Linked DNA regions of Oryctolagus cuniculus: region 2 is linked to region 1. Evidence: chromatin contacts called from public Hi-C data. All regions are on one chromosome and are shown on one strand. The core of a region is the stretch at or near the end of the contact, and the rest is flanking DNA. Distances in the headings are between cores, read along the strand shown.

Evidence for each region. Hi-C and Micro-C count contacts between places; a contact is called where the count stands out from the background.
Region 2: a contact with region 1 is called in a Hi-C map of skin fibroblasts, with 1.6 times the contacts expected there. The contact joins two enhancer-like sites. A contact is called at or near these places in 2 of 6 Hi-C or Micro-C datasets (skin fibroblasts and an unstated tissue).

Annotation. Positions count from the first base shown.
Region 1 is chr9:112,083,920-112,090,385 of mOryCun1.1, forward strand. No RefSeq gene overlaps it. Among named protein-coding and RNA genes, the nearest start is that of ATF7IP, 100 kb to the right of the region's middle. Within about 2 kb of position 4,637, at least 1 of the 8 cell types and tissues checked has an H3K27ac peak or open chromatin away from gene starts, as enhancers often do.
Region 2 is chr9:112,404,314-112,411,251 of mOryCun1.1, forward strand. No RefSeq gene overlaps it. Among named protein-coding and RNA genes, the nearest start is that of PLBD1, 8.5 kb to the left of the region's middle. Within about 2 kb of position 3,873, at least 1 of the 8 cell types and tissues checked has an H3K27ac peak or open chromatin away from gene starts, as enhancers often do.

The sequences.
Region 1 (6,466 bases), core at 3,387-5,886:
TAAAGATATATAGCATACTCTTTTTTAACTTTTTATTCTTTTTATTTATTTATAAGGCAGAAAGACAGAGAGAGAGAAAGAGAGCACTTTCCACCTGCTGGTTCACTCCCCAAACATTCACAATAGCCTAGGCTGGACCAGACCAAAGTCTGGACACTTGAATTCAATCTGTGTCTCCCAACTAGGGGCAGAGACCCAAGGACTTGAGCCATTACCCAATCTTTCCCAAACACATTAGCAAGAAGCTGAATTGAAAGTGCAGGCAGGACTCAATCCCTTGGCACTCCAGTATGGTGTGTGGGCATCCCAAGTAGTGACTTAACCCAAAACCTCCAACCCCAGTGTACTCATTTCACATTCTTAGTACTACAATACCATTCTGTCTCCAGCAGCAGGTGATTACAACAATAGATAGTCAATATTTCATGGAAGAAATGGAAAAAAATGTATCCAGTCCCTTTTCAAGGTAACCAAAAAAAAGAAAAAAGAAAAAGAAAAAGAAAGAAAACTTAAAAGAAAAGGGGCCAGAACTGTGGCACAGCAGGTTAAATGGCTGTTTGCCAGGCCAGCATCCCATACGATAGCACCAATTCAAGTCCCAGCTGTTCTGCTTCTGATCCAGCTTCCAATCGATGCACCTAGGAAGGCAAAGGATGATGGCCCTAGTACTTGGGCCTCTGCCACCCATGCAGGAAATATGTATGGAGTTCCTAGTTCATAGCTTCAGCCAGGACACTTTGGGGAATGAACCAGCAAATGGAAGATCTCTTTCTCTCCTTCTCTGTCACTCTGCTTTTCAAATAAATAAATAAATCTTTCTTTTTAAAAAAATAAAGAAACAAGGAAAAAAATGAGAGCTTTCTTCTATAGCTATGTATCATATTATTTTTGGAAACTACTTTGAAGTAACTCTAAGTTTTGTCGATTGCCACGGTGCTTAATAGCATCCAGGAGATGGCAGCATTGCTAAGATATCGCACTATGGAAAAGCTAAATGTTCAAAATACCCTTCACAATTATCACGGACAGATAATACATTTCCTAACCGAAAATGGAAATAACTCTAAAGCATGATTGATCCTAAATAACAAAATATAATGCAGAAATAATTATATTATCATCAAATAATAATATGGCTCTATGAAGGTGGTTGTTCAAGTGTCTGTATATCCTGGTACTTTCCGATAAAAAAAAATCTGAAATCAAGAGACACGTGTCTATAAATACACATACTAGTATATAGTGTCTTTATAAAATCTCACAGATGATAAAGTTTTTAAAGGTTCTGCTGTAGATATGCAAGGTATAATCTGAAACTGCCATCAAAAGCAAGCTTAATAACTAAAGGCATCTAGTCACAAATCATATTAATCATGCTTCAGAGGTGATTAATTAACCTGGATATCACAGGCATATCAGCATGAGAAAAAGATTAATCTGCCTTTAATGTCATTTCTAAACTGCTTTAAATCATATCTAGCATTCAAATTTGGAAAGTTTTAAAAATGCACATAAATGTTGTCAATATTCTGGGCCAGGTACTTAGCTAGGCACAGAGAACAAAATATCTTCTTTAAAAAAAGGCAGGGGGCTAGTGCTGTGGTGTAGTGGGTAAAGCCACCGCCTGCAGTGCCAGCATCCCATATGGGCGCTGGTTCAAGTCCCAGCTACTCCACTTCTGATCCAGCTCCCTGCTACGGCCTGGGGAAAAAAAAACAGAAGATGGCCCAACTCCTTGGACCTCTGCACCCGTGTGGGAGACCTGGAAAAAGCTCCTGTCTTCTGATCAGCGCAGTTTTGGTTGTTGCAGCCAATTGGGGAGTGAACCAGCGGATGGAAGTCCTCTCTCTCCTTGCCTCACTCTCTCTCTCTTTGTAACTCTTACTTTCAAATAAATAAATAAATCTTTAAAAAAAAAAAAAAAGGCAGAATCTAACTCTAAAGCTCCGTCTTTAGATGTGGAGACTGACAAACCAATGATGAGTACTCTTCTTCTGGAGTTTGTTCTAATTAGGCAAGTTGCTCTATAAGCAGGACACTCAGCTTGCCTAACTCCACTTTGGGAGTGGTGTAACTAAGCAAGTAGTTTATTTCTGAGTGAGCTGGAAGCCCCTGCAAGCCCCATAATATAATATTATCCCTTTATCTGTCAATCAAACTGTCCCCTTTCCCAGGATGCACCTGTTTCATCTGGGACCTAGAAGAGAGAGATGCCAGGAAAACATAAAAATGAAGCTTCTCATGTGATTTATAAAGGTATCATAAAATGTCCAGGAGGCTTCATGAATGCAAAGTCACCCCCCACAACATTTGCACACTCATTAAAGAGGCTGAGAAGGAGAGAGAGCCCTCTCTGGCTGCAGACCACGATTGGGGGTGCTACTAGGTTTCTCTCTCTCTCTCTCTCCTCCATCTCCATTTGCAAAATCTCTGGCCCACATATATGTGAATGCATGCTTTCTCTGTCACTGTTAAACAATGCCTGTTCCTAACCTTATACCCTACTATGTCTCCACTTGGAATTCTTATCTCTGTGCGAGACAAGAACCCTGCTTCACCAAGGAAAGAGGATTGAAGGGAGATTTTTTTTTAAGATCCCTTCATTTAATTGAGAGCCAAATTACAAATAGAGGAGGGGGAGAGTGAGAAAAAGAAAGAGGTCTTCCATCCACTGGTTCACTCCCCAAGTAGCCACAACAGCTGGAGCTAGGCTGATCTGAAGCCAGGAGCCAGGAGCATAGGTACAGGGGCCCAAGCACTTGGGCCATCCTCCACTGTTTTTCCAGGCCATCAGCAAGGAGCTGGATCAGAAGTGGATCAGCCGGGACTCAAACCAGCACCCATATGGGATGCCAGCACTGGAGGCAGAAGGTTAATCTACTATGCCATGGCACCAGCTCCAGGGAGACTTTAATTATTATTTTATTTGAAAGAGAAGGAAAGAGACAGACCAAAAGACAGAGGTTTTTCATCTACTGCTTCACTCTCCAAACATCCACAGCAGCCAGAGTTGGGCCAGGCTGAAACCAGAAAGGAACTGCATCTGGGTCTCCCATGTGGATATCAGAAACCCAAGCACTTGAGCCATCACCTGCTGCCTCCCAGGGTGTGCATTAGCACGAAACTGGAATTGAGAGCAGAGCTGGGACTTGAACCCAGACACTTTCATATGGGATACAGATGTCCCACACAGCAGCTTAACTGCTGTGCCAAATGTTTGTCCCTGAGTCTCTGAGAGATCAGTAGGTATTTGCAGGGAAGATCATGCTGTACAAAAAGAAGAGCAGGTAGCAAGAGAAGGCAGACATCAAACAGCAAACTCTACCCCAGTGGTTAGCCCAGAGGAAATTTTGCCCCCAGGAGAGATTTTGCAACGTCTGGAAACATTTTTGGTTGTCACAACTGGAGGAAAGATGATGGCAGCTGGAGGGCAGAGGTCAAGGATGTAGCTAAACATCTTACAACGCACAAGCAGCTTCCCACAACAAAATAAATGATCTGACCCAAAATAGTGCCAGTGCGAAAAAAATGTTCTTACCGCAAATTACAACTCTTGGAATGGCAAGGTTAGAGAGAGGAAAACGGCAAAAGATGGAAGTCAGAAAGACAAAGAGGGGACAGAACTGGGAAAGCCTCATTGATTAAAAAAATAGGCTTTATCCTAAATACCCGAGAAAGCCGAGCACGATCAGATTTGAATAGCAGCAAAACCACTATGGCTGCAGGAAGAGAACGAATTGAAGATGGCTGGGCTAAGAAAGAACAAAGAAAATAGTGCTTTAACCATTTCTCTTGTTTTCTTTATCAAGGGAAATATCTTCAGAATGAAAAAAATAAATAAATAAAAGTAAGGCTGGTTAAGAGGACACTGAACTCCAGGATTGATGAGAGCTTGTGAGAGAGCAAACAGCTGCTCTCATGATTTCAAGATCTCTGACAAAGATAAATCTATCTGCGCATCTGCACCTCATTTCCTGGATCCCTCCCTCCCTCCCTCCCTCCCTCCCTCCCTCCGCGGCAGCACTGTGCTCCACCCCTCGCCCCAGCGCTGCTGCGGTGCCTGTGGTGCCTCAAGCTCTTCACCGGCCTCCATACCTTGGCTCCCACTCTTACCCTGCTAGACTGGCAGCCCAGGTTTGACCTGTGCTTGCAGTTCTGAATGGGAAACCACCCACTAGCCCTTTGTCCACAGATGAGGGTTAAAATGCCCTACCCCTTAGCCTCAAGCACAGGGAGACCAAACCCCTGGGTGGCAGAGAGGAGAGGGGTGGGAATCACAACTTCCTTCCTAGATCTTTTTATAAGGGAAGTTATGTGTTTCTTCCGGGTGTGGCTCCCCTTTCTTCTTCCCTTTCACCCATATCACTCCTACCTGATATCCATCCCCACCACAACACGTCAACATCCTAATAGGTATCTGTCTCATCTTCTCCATTTTTACATGAACTAAGTAAATAAGAAGATATTAAGCAGAACAGAAACATGAGGTTGATACCCCAGCTTGCTCCCTGCTAGCTGGACACAGTTGGAAGCCACAGCTCAAGGAAGCTCACTGACCCAGTTCATTGAGGTCAGCCTCTGCCTCCTGGGGCACAAAGCAGGAAAGAGAAGAGGACCTTGAATCCCAAAAAGGAAAATATTTTCAGTGCAAGCTTTTTCTCCACTGCTGTACCGTGTTCTACCACACAACTTAAAAAAAAAAAAAAAGAGTACTTTCAAAAGTCCATGAAAAATGGAAACAATACAGTTTCCATAAACTTTCCAAAATATTTTTATTTCTTTTTATTTGAAAGCCAGAGAGAGAGAGAGAGAGAGAGCGCGCAAGCGAGCACTCTTTGATTTCCTGGTTCACTCCCCAGATGCCTGCAACAGCCAGCGCTAGGTCAGGCTGAAACTGAAGTAGGCAGGCATACAGGCTAAAATTGATTAGTTTTGTGAGCTGGAAGACCACGCCTTCGCCACGCCCCTGTGTGACCTCACGCCCTACCTGGCCACACCTGAGTGCCCAATGGCTAATCAGATTAATTAACCACTCCCCTTTGGAAGTGGGTTAAAACCTGGGACACAGTGTGTCCCACCCTTCTCTTCTGTTTCCTGGCCTCTTGCCAGGAGGGGACTAGCTGTAGCCCTGCACCTCCAGGGCACATGGCCTTCGGGCCGCCCACCCTAGGCCTCCTGGCCTAGATACTCCACCACGTGGCTGGTTCCGGGTGCTCGGTATGAACCCAGATTTACCTCTCTCTCTCTCTTAGATAAAGTTCTCACTCTCATACAGATCTTTCTCACTAAATAAAAGCCTAAAATGTACCATGCTGCCTCATTTATTTATACAGGTATTTAGAATTCTTCTCTAAATATTAGGCAAGAACCCTCTTGGGCTTATTAATATTGGGGATTTATTAATAAGCATATGCTGATATCGTATAGCACCCCAAATTGCGGTAGCGTATGTGGCATCCCATATGGCACTTTTGGGGAACTTTAAGGGGCCACATTTTCGTATAAATTTTAGGAGGTCATCTCCAATATCAAAGCCAGTTTCTTGATTTCATCAGGGTGTTATCATTCTCTATAAATAACCATATAATATCTAGTTGTTTACAAATTACTTTCTTTTTCAAGGGCAATGTTTCCTTTTTAAAAAGATGTATTTATTTATTTGAAAGGCATAGTTACAGAGAGAGATCTTCCATTCACTGGTTTACTGCCCAAATAGCCACAAAGGCCAGGACTGGCCCAGACTGAAGCCAGGAACTCCATCAGGGTCTCCTACATGGGTGGCAGGGTCCCAAGCACTTGAGCCGTCTCCCACTGCTCTCCCATGTACATTTGCATGGAGCTAGATTGGAAGTGAAGCAGTCGGGACTCGAAGCAGCGCTCATTTGGGATGCCAGTGTCACAGGGGCAGCTTAACCCGTTGTACCACATTGTAGATACTGGAGCCTGATTCTTCTAGAAGATTGATGATATTTTATTTAAGAGGCACAAGTCCAAGGCGCAAACATCAGGGAAAAGGGGGACTAAGGCATGAAAAGATACAAAGCAATAACATACAAGCCATTACCACGTTGAATCACAACAAGCCACAAAAAGATGGTGGGTCCCTTGGCAGCTATATTCACACAGCACAAGAACCTTTTACCAGAATGTCTGAAAAACCAAGTACACCACAGCATTCTCTACAGAAGAAAAAAGGAAGAGAATATTTATTTGCCCATCTCTCTCTGTGCCTCTCCTCTCCCACCCAGTGCATAGGTCAAGATTAACCTCAGAAGGAGCTGACCACCTTTCCTACTCCTGTATTTCAGAGTTGCACCATCTGGCTTCTTGGTGGTAACTCGGGAAATCAAATACCATATTCCATGTGTGGCGTTTATATCCAAGCCTAGACAGGAAGAGACCATGCATTGTGACCAGGACTTGATATAGCAAATTGAGGGCTGTGGAAGTCTAGGCTTTTGACTCA
Region 2 (6,938 bases), core at 2,623-5,122, 320 kb after region 1:
GCAATGGCGAGCTGGGCCAGACTGAAACCAGGAGCCAGGAGCTTCATCCAGATCTCCCACATGGCTGCAGGGGTCCAAGGACTTGGACCATCTTCTGCTGCTTTCCCAGGCACATTAGGAGGGAGCTGAATTAAAAGTAGATCAGCCAGAACTCAAACTGGTGCCCGTATGAGATACGAACATCTCGGGCAGCCCAACCTGCTACACTACAAAGCCGACCTTGCCCTCTGGTATCTTAATCACTTCTGGTAACCTTCCACTTGCAAGAACTAAACATATTGTCTGTGTGCTAACCAGACTGGAAAATGTAGCCCCTAGCTAGAACGTCATCTCTCAGTGTGGAAACAGGTTTTTGGTAGGCAGCCAGCTCTTTCTGACACATTTGGCAACCTCTACATCTGGACCGCAGGATCCTATTGGGTTCTTTGACTCCTTCTCAGTTCCCTCTGAACTCTAGGGGAGTGGCAGTCAGGACTTAACGATACTCTGATCTGGCGTACATCAGTCAGTGAGCCTGACCTCAGGGGCATCTCCCCAAATACCTCCCTCAGTCATTGCTGCTCTGGAACCCAGACATCATGAGGGGCTTTCTTTTTTCCTTTTCAAGGCTTGCAAGTTCACAGGCTCTTTGCGGAAGGGTTAAACAAAGCTCCTTTGCTCTGGCCATTCGAGATCTATCTTGAATTTTTATTACCAAATATTTCCACACACACCCAGCCCCACCAATTCAATTTGGTGACTCCATTTAGAGAAGTTTGGCACTAGGCTCTTCATGTTGACCTACTGCTTAGGGGACTTCAAAAAGTTTGCAGAAAAATGAAATAAAAAAGATGGTTTGATTTGGCGCAAAACTAATCTGAAATCCATGAATAGTTTTTCTGTAATAACATTTCCCATAAACTTTTTGAAGACCTTCTGTATGCATTGTTTCAATTTCTTTTCTGCACCAAAGTTTAAAATGCCCACCCCTAAATTTATCTTTTCTTTTAATCTTTATTATTTTATTTATTTGAAAGGCAGAGTGACAGAGGGGGAGAAAGAGAGAGGGAGAGAGAGAGAGAGAGAGAGAGATGTCCTGTCCACTTTTACTCCCCAAATGGTTGTGACAAAGCCCAGGAGCCAGATATTCCATTTTGTTCTCCTATGTTGGTGGCAGTGGGTCCAGACACTTGGGGCATCATCAGCTGATTTTTTAGGCAAATTTGCAGGGAGCTGAATAGGAAGCAGCCAGGACTCAAATAAGACTCTGACAAGGGATTGCTGGAGTCACAGGCAGCAGCTTAACCCACTGTGCCACAATGCCTGCCCCTAAATTTATCTTTAATTTAATTTTCCATAAGCATCTGTGTGTGTGTTTGTGTGTGTGTGTAAAATCAGCAACAGCTTTTCAAACTTTTTATTGCTGTGGATAGGAAAGAATTCAACTTCAGCATAATTCTTATTCCAATGTATTGTTCTTCAATATATTTTATGCCATTTTATTTCAGCCTGTGCCTTTCCATTTTTCCAGCCAAGCTTTTGAATATTTCAAAACATTTTTGTCCCTCAGATTCATGGCTCTTACATTTTAATGGATTTTGAAAACCATTTTCTTTGTACATAAAACACCTCAAAAAGTCACAAATTTTATTATTTGGTTTTCTAATGTTTTGTTTTCATCTTTCTTGAACAATAAACCTAAGATTCATGGAATAAATCTAGTGGTACAAGATTTACCAGGTTCAATATGAATTTCTCAGGAGAAAACTCGGGGGGGGGGGATATTTTAGATGACCGTGTGACTGCATGTATGTATATTGACTTCTGTAATTGATTTTCTTTTGTATTTTCCCATCCATTATTATGTAGTTAAACTCAACCACTGGATTCATAGACTTCAGAATATTGAGTCTAAATTGCTGCGGAACCTAAGAAAGGATGAATATTGCTCAGAAATCCTGGGTATGGCTTGACGTCTATGGAGCTTGTCTTGCTCATTTATAACAGTCTTTACCATCTGTTTATCTGCTCTTTCACCTACTTGCCTGCCATTTGTATACAATTCCATTCACTGTGGTTTCCAACCTGTAGATGTCTTACAAATTGGTATACCAAGGAGGGGCTGCCCCCAGCAAGGGGCTGTAAGACTGCCAGCATGCCTTACCTTTGGGATCATGAGATCAGTGGTGAACTGTGAACCAGGAAAGAACTGGCTATGGTAGAAGAGGTAGAAGTTAACGAAGAAGTTTCTGTATAGGTTGAATACTGACTAAATGGCCTGTTTAGCTTTTCTTTCTTTTTTTCCTTTCTTTCCTTCCTTCTTTCTCTTTCTTTCTCTCTCTTTGCCTCCCTCCCTCCCTCCCTCCATCCCTTCCTTCCTTCCTTCCAGGCAGGCAGTGAGAGAGAGAGAAAGTGAGCAAGCTTCCATCTACTGGTTCACACACTTCCCACCCCACCTCTGCCCCAAATGCCTGCAATAGCTGAGGATGTACTGGGTGACAGCCAGTTATTCAATCCAAGTCTCCCATGTGGGTCTGCATTGGCTGGAAGCTGCAGTTAGGAACTGCAGCTGGGACTCAAACCCAGACACTCCGATGTGGATACAGAACGGCAGCACAACTGGTAGACCAGCTGCCTGCTCCTATTACCATTTTCCTGCAGATGGCAAAGTCACAAACCTTACCCTCTGTTGGTGGACAATCTCTCACCCTTACCTTCAAAGAGGCTGGAAAAGTCATTCTTGAATACTGTCAGGGCTGAGACCATTTTCTGCATTGCTTAAGGGATGTAATTTTTACCTGACCTTTCTTTTTCCTTTTGTAATTTTTCTAAACCTTTCTTCAGTTCCTTCCTGAGTATCTACAACCTTGTGTGGCTGGCATCAACTTCCTCTCTATTTACTTTTTCTCCCTTCTTACTATCTTGGTCTTCTCTTCGTTCTACAGAAAGTGCAAATGCCAAACAAAAACAATTAGCAAGATACAACCTTTTTCTTTTTTTTAGTGATGTTCAGCCTTGAATGCAGATGCAGAATATTTCCGTATTAAATAGTCACTGCTAGGGGCTGGCACAGTGGTGTAGTGGGTAAAGCCGCTGCCTGCAGTGCCGGCATCCCATATGGGCACCAGTCCACGTCCCAGCTGCTCCACTTCTGATCCAGCTCTCTGCTATGGCCTGGGAAAGCAGTAGAAGATGGTCCAAGTCCTTGGGCCCCTGCACCTGTGTGGGACACCCAGAAGAAGCTCCTGGTTTCTAGCTTCTGATTGGCATGGCTCTGCTCAATGCAGCCATCTGGGGAGTGAACCAGCGATGAAGACCTCTCTCTCTCTCTTCTCTCTCTCTCTCTCTCTCTGCAACTCTGCCTTTCAAATAAAATGAATAAATCTTTTTAAAAAAAATTTAGTCACTGCTCTCCTTTCAGGTTATAAAGAAGGATTTAAGCCCTTAAGGTATTGGCACAACAATGAATAAGTGAAAAGTGTTTGATAAATATTTGATGAATTGGGCTCCTACTGCCTATATAAAGATAATAAGAATCACCTGAGGCAGTTCATTCTTGGAAAGTGGCCAAAAACCAACATCTAAATATAACTCAGGGTCAAAAACTTCAGAATTATTTCTGGGGAAAGATCCATTTCAGTGTAGTTGTGTAAGCTAGATGAAAATCTTCTGGATATGGGGAATTGAGTTAGAAACTGTGCTTATCAATCTTTGTACAACTGTAGTCTGAGATTGGAGTTCTGGAGCCCAGCCAAGAGAAATCTGAGTACTCCCTCTGTTGAGAAGCATGCACTATCTGCTAACCCTTTCAATTTTAAGATGAGTAAAAAGAAACAAGAGCCAGTATTGTGTGGAAGTAGAGATCCCCAAATTATATTATGGAGATTGATACCCCTGGCTGGCTCAGAGAGACCCCCTGCTAGGCTTAGTCCAGGTTCCTGTCTTCTCACATGTAAGAATACAATTAGGAGACTTAGAGCACACAAGCAGGATTTATTGAAAGGCAGAGGGATAATACACTCTCAGACTTGACTAAAGGCAACCTCAAGACAGAGAAATGCCCCCATGCAGCCTAATGTCACCCTTTTATGGGGTAGGGGCCTCAAGGCCTGACTGAAGATCCTAAGGAGACAGGATTTGGCCAGGGAGCTGCTGCCCATGGTAATTGCCAAGGTGACTTGGCACCTGGTGCCTGGTGTAAGGTGAGGCTTAGTTGCATGATTACAAGTGGGTGTGCCGAGGCTTCAGCTATGTCAAATTGGCATGTGAGATGATGGGATTTGGGTGGTGCCCATGGCTTGGGTTTTGGTAGACCTTATCCTTTCCTGACTCCCTGCCTCAACCACATCAGCAAGACATGGAGTCTTTGAAAATTATTACAGGATAAGAAAAGGGGTCATCACCCTGAAATCTTAAAATCTCTTAGAATTTTAGAAACCAAAAGAGATTTTAGAAAATATTTTGGCATCTCCCATAGAGTATAGGAAAATGCAGCTTCTATTTACTAAGAACATTTCTTTTTCTTTTTTTAGAATTAATTTATTTTATTTGAAAAGCAGAGTTATAAAGAGAGATATTCCGTCCACTGGCTCACTCTCCAAACGGCCACAAAGCCAGGAGCCAGGAGGTTCTTTCAGGTCTCCTAGATGGATGCAGGGGTCCAAGCACTTGGGCTACTTTCCACTGCTTTCCCAGGCATACTAGCAGGGAGCTGGATTAGAGTGGAGCAGCCAGGAATCGAACTGGCACCTGTATGGGATGCTGGCGCTGCAGGCAGTGGCTTTATCTGCTACTCCACAATGCCAGCCCCAAGAACCTTTCTAAACAAAAGCAGATTGGAAGGAAAATACAAAAGATGAAGAGGGAGATAGAATGAAAACAGACTGATAGAAAACTAAAAAGAGTGGAATTAACATTCCCAGTGGAGTCTAATAGTACAGAGGAGTAATTAGCATTGAGAAGCCATCAGTATAGGGTTGGCATTGTGGCATAGTGGGTTAAACTGAGGTCACTGGCATCCGATATGGGTGCCTGTCCAACTCCCTGCTAGTGTTCCTGTGAATGCAGCAATGATGGCCTAAATACTTGGGCCCCTGTGCCCATGTAGGAGACCCTGGTGAAGTTCTGGCCTCCTGGCTACTGGCACATTCATTGTGGGCATTTGGGGAGTGGACCAATGGATGGAAGATCTCTCTTTCTCTTTGTTTCTCCCTCTTAAGAAAAAAAGTCAGTTACGTAATGGACACTCCTCACCCCTTCCTGCAAAATACCAATTCCCCCACCAAAAAATAAAAAAAAAATTAAAAAATGAAGGACACTTTCTCAACAACAGTTCAACAGAGGGATGACCAAAGGCAGTGTCTGATCTGTAATTGGATCCTGAGGAGGGTGTGTGGGGGTAGGGGTGGGTTGGATATCTAAGAAAGACATTTTTTGGGGGGAGGAAATATTTGGAGACATTTGAATACGTAATGATTACACAAGATAGTAGTATATGTCTTTAACTTTCTTGGATTGAAAATGGTATCGTGGGGGCTGGGATTGTGGCATAGTGAGTTAAGCTACGGCCTGCAATGCCACCATCCCATATAGATGCCACTACTCCACTTTCAATCCAGCTCCCTGCTAATGTGTTTGAGGTAGCAGCAAAAGATGGCCCAAGTACTTAGGCCCCTGCCACCCACGTGGGAGACCTAGAAGAAGCTCCGGGCTCCTGGCCCAACCCTGGCTGTTGTGATCACTTAGCAAATGAAACATTGGATGGAAGATTTCTCTCTGTCTCTCCCCTCTCTGTTATTACTCTGCCTTTCAAATAAACAAAAAATAAATATTTAAAAAATAAGCAAGAAAATGAAGAAAATGGTATTGTGGATATGCAGAAAGATGATCTAATTATTGTGGGACACAGATGTTGTGGAATGTCATGTTTGCAGCTCCCTTGAAAATGGTTTGGTAAAAATAAATGTATATATGACTGGACAGAAGTATAATAGGTGGGTGAGGGGTGATAATCACTAATAGTTTCAGCAAAGACTAGCTTAAACAGATGGATTTTAATGACTGTTGACTTTCCAGACGGCTTTTCTTACCATCTGGTTTCTCCTTTTCCAAGCTACCATCAGTGCCTACGCCCTAGGCAACACTTCCCTGTCCTCCTGGCAAGCAGCACATTCCTCTCTTATCACCACTTCTTTCAAGTCTAAGTATTTCAGGCTCCCCAGCCCTGGAGGCTGAACTTTCTCTCAGCAAAGGTGAGTCTCTGTTGGTTCACTCCTCCAGTGACCACAAAGACTGGGGCTGGTCCAGGCTGAAGCCAGGGACCTGGAACGACATTTCAGGTCTCCAGTGTGCATCAGGGGCCCAAGTACTGCTGCTTTTCCAGGCACATTGGCAGGAAGCTGGAATGAAGGAGGAGCTGCTGGGACTTGAATGGGCTCTCTGATAGGGGACGCTGCTGTCAAGGACTGCGGCTTTAGTCTGCTAGGCCACAACACTGGCTCCTACATCCTGTAGGATATATAAATTATGTATTTACTTTCTGCTGAAGTAAATATAATAAATAAAATGCAAACAAATAGATTTTAAAATTTGGTTTGGTCTCTCTCCAGCAGTTAGTGCATGTGAGCTACAAACAGAGTAGTGGTTTCAGAATTACGCTGTGCAAAAAATACAATAAATGCTGTGACTATTTCAATAGAGGGGAAATATTACCTGCAAAGTGTGAAAAATCAGGTTGACTTAGACTTCTCTGAAATGTGAAATGGCAAAAGAGAACAGAGTACCATTTTCTGTCTTTTTTGAGGGAAAACATTGTGATCAGGAAATTTTATACTCAATTTTAGTTCATGTGTGGAAGATGAAGGAAACGTAACTTCTGGGAAACATTTTTGAAAGAATTACTTTGATATACTTTCAAATGACAAGTGAAAATTAATACTTGAACAGGGAAGTCAGAACGT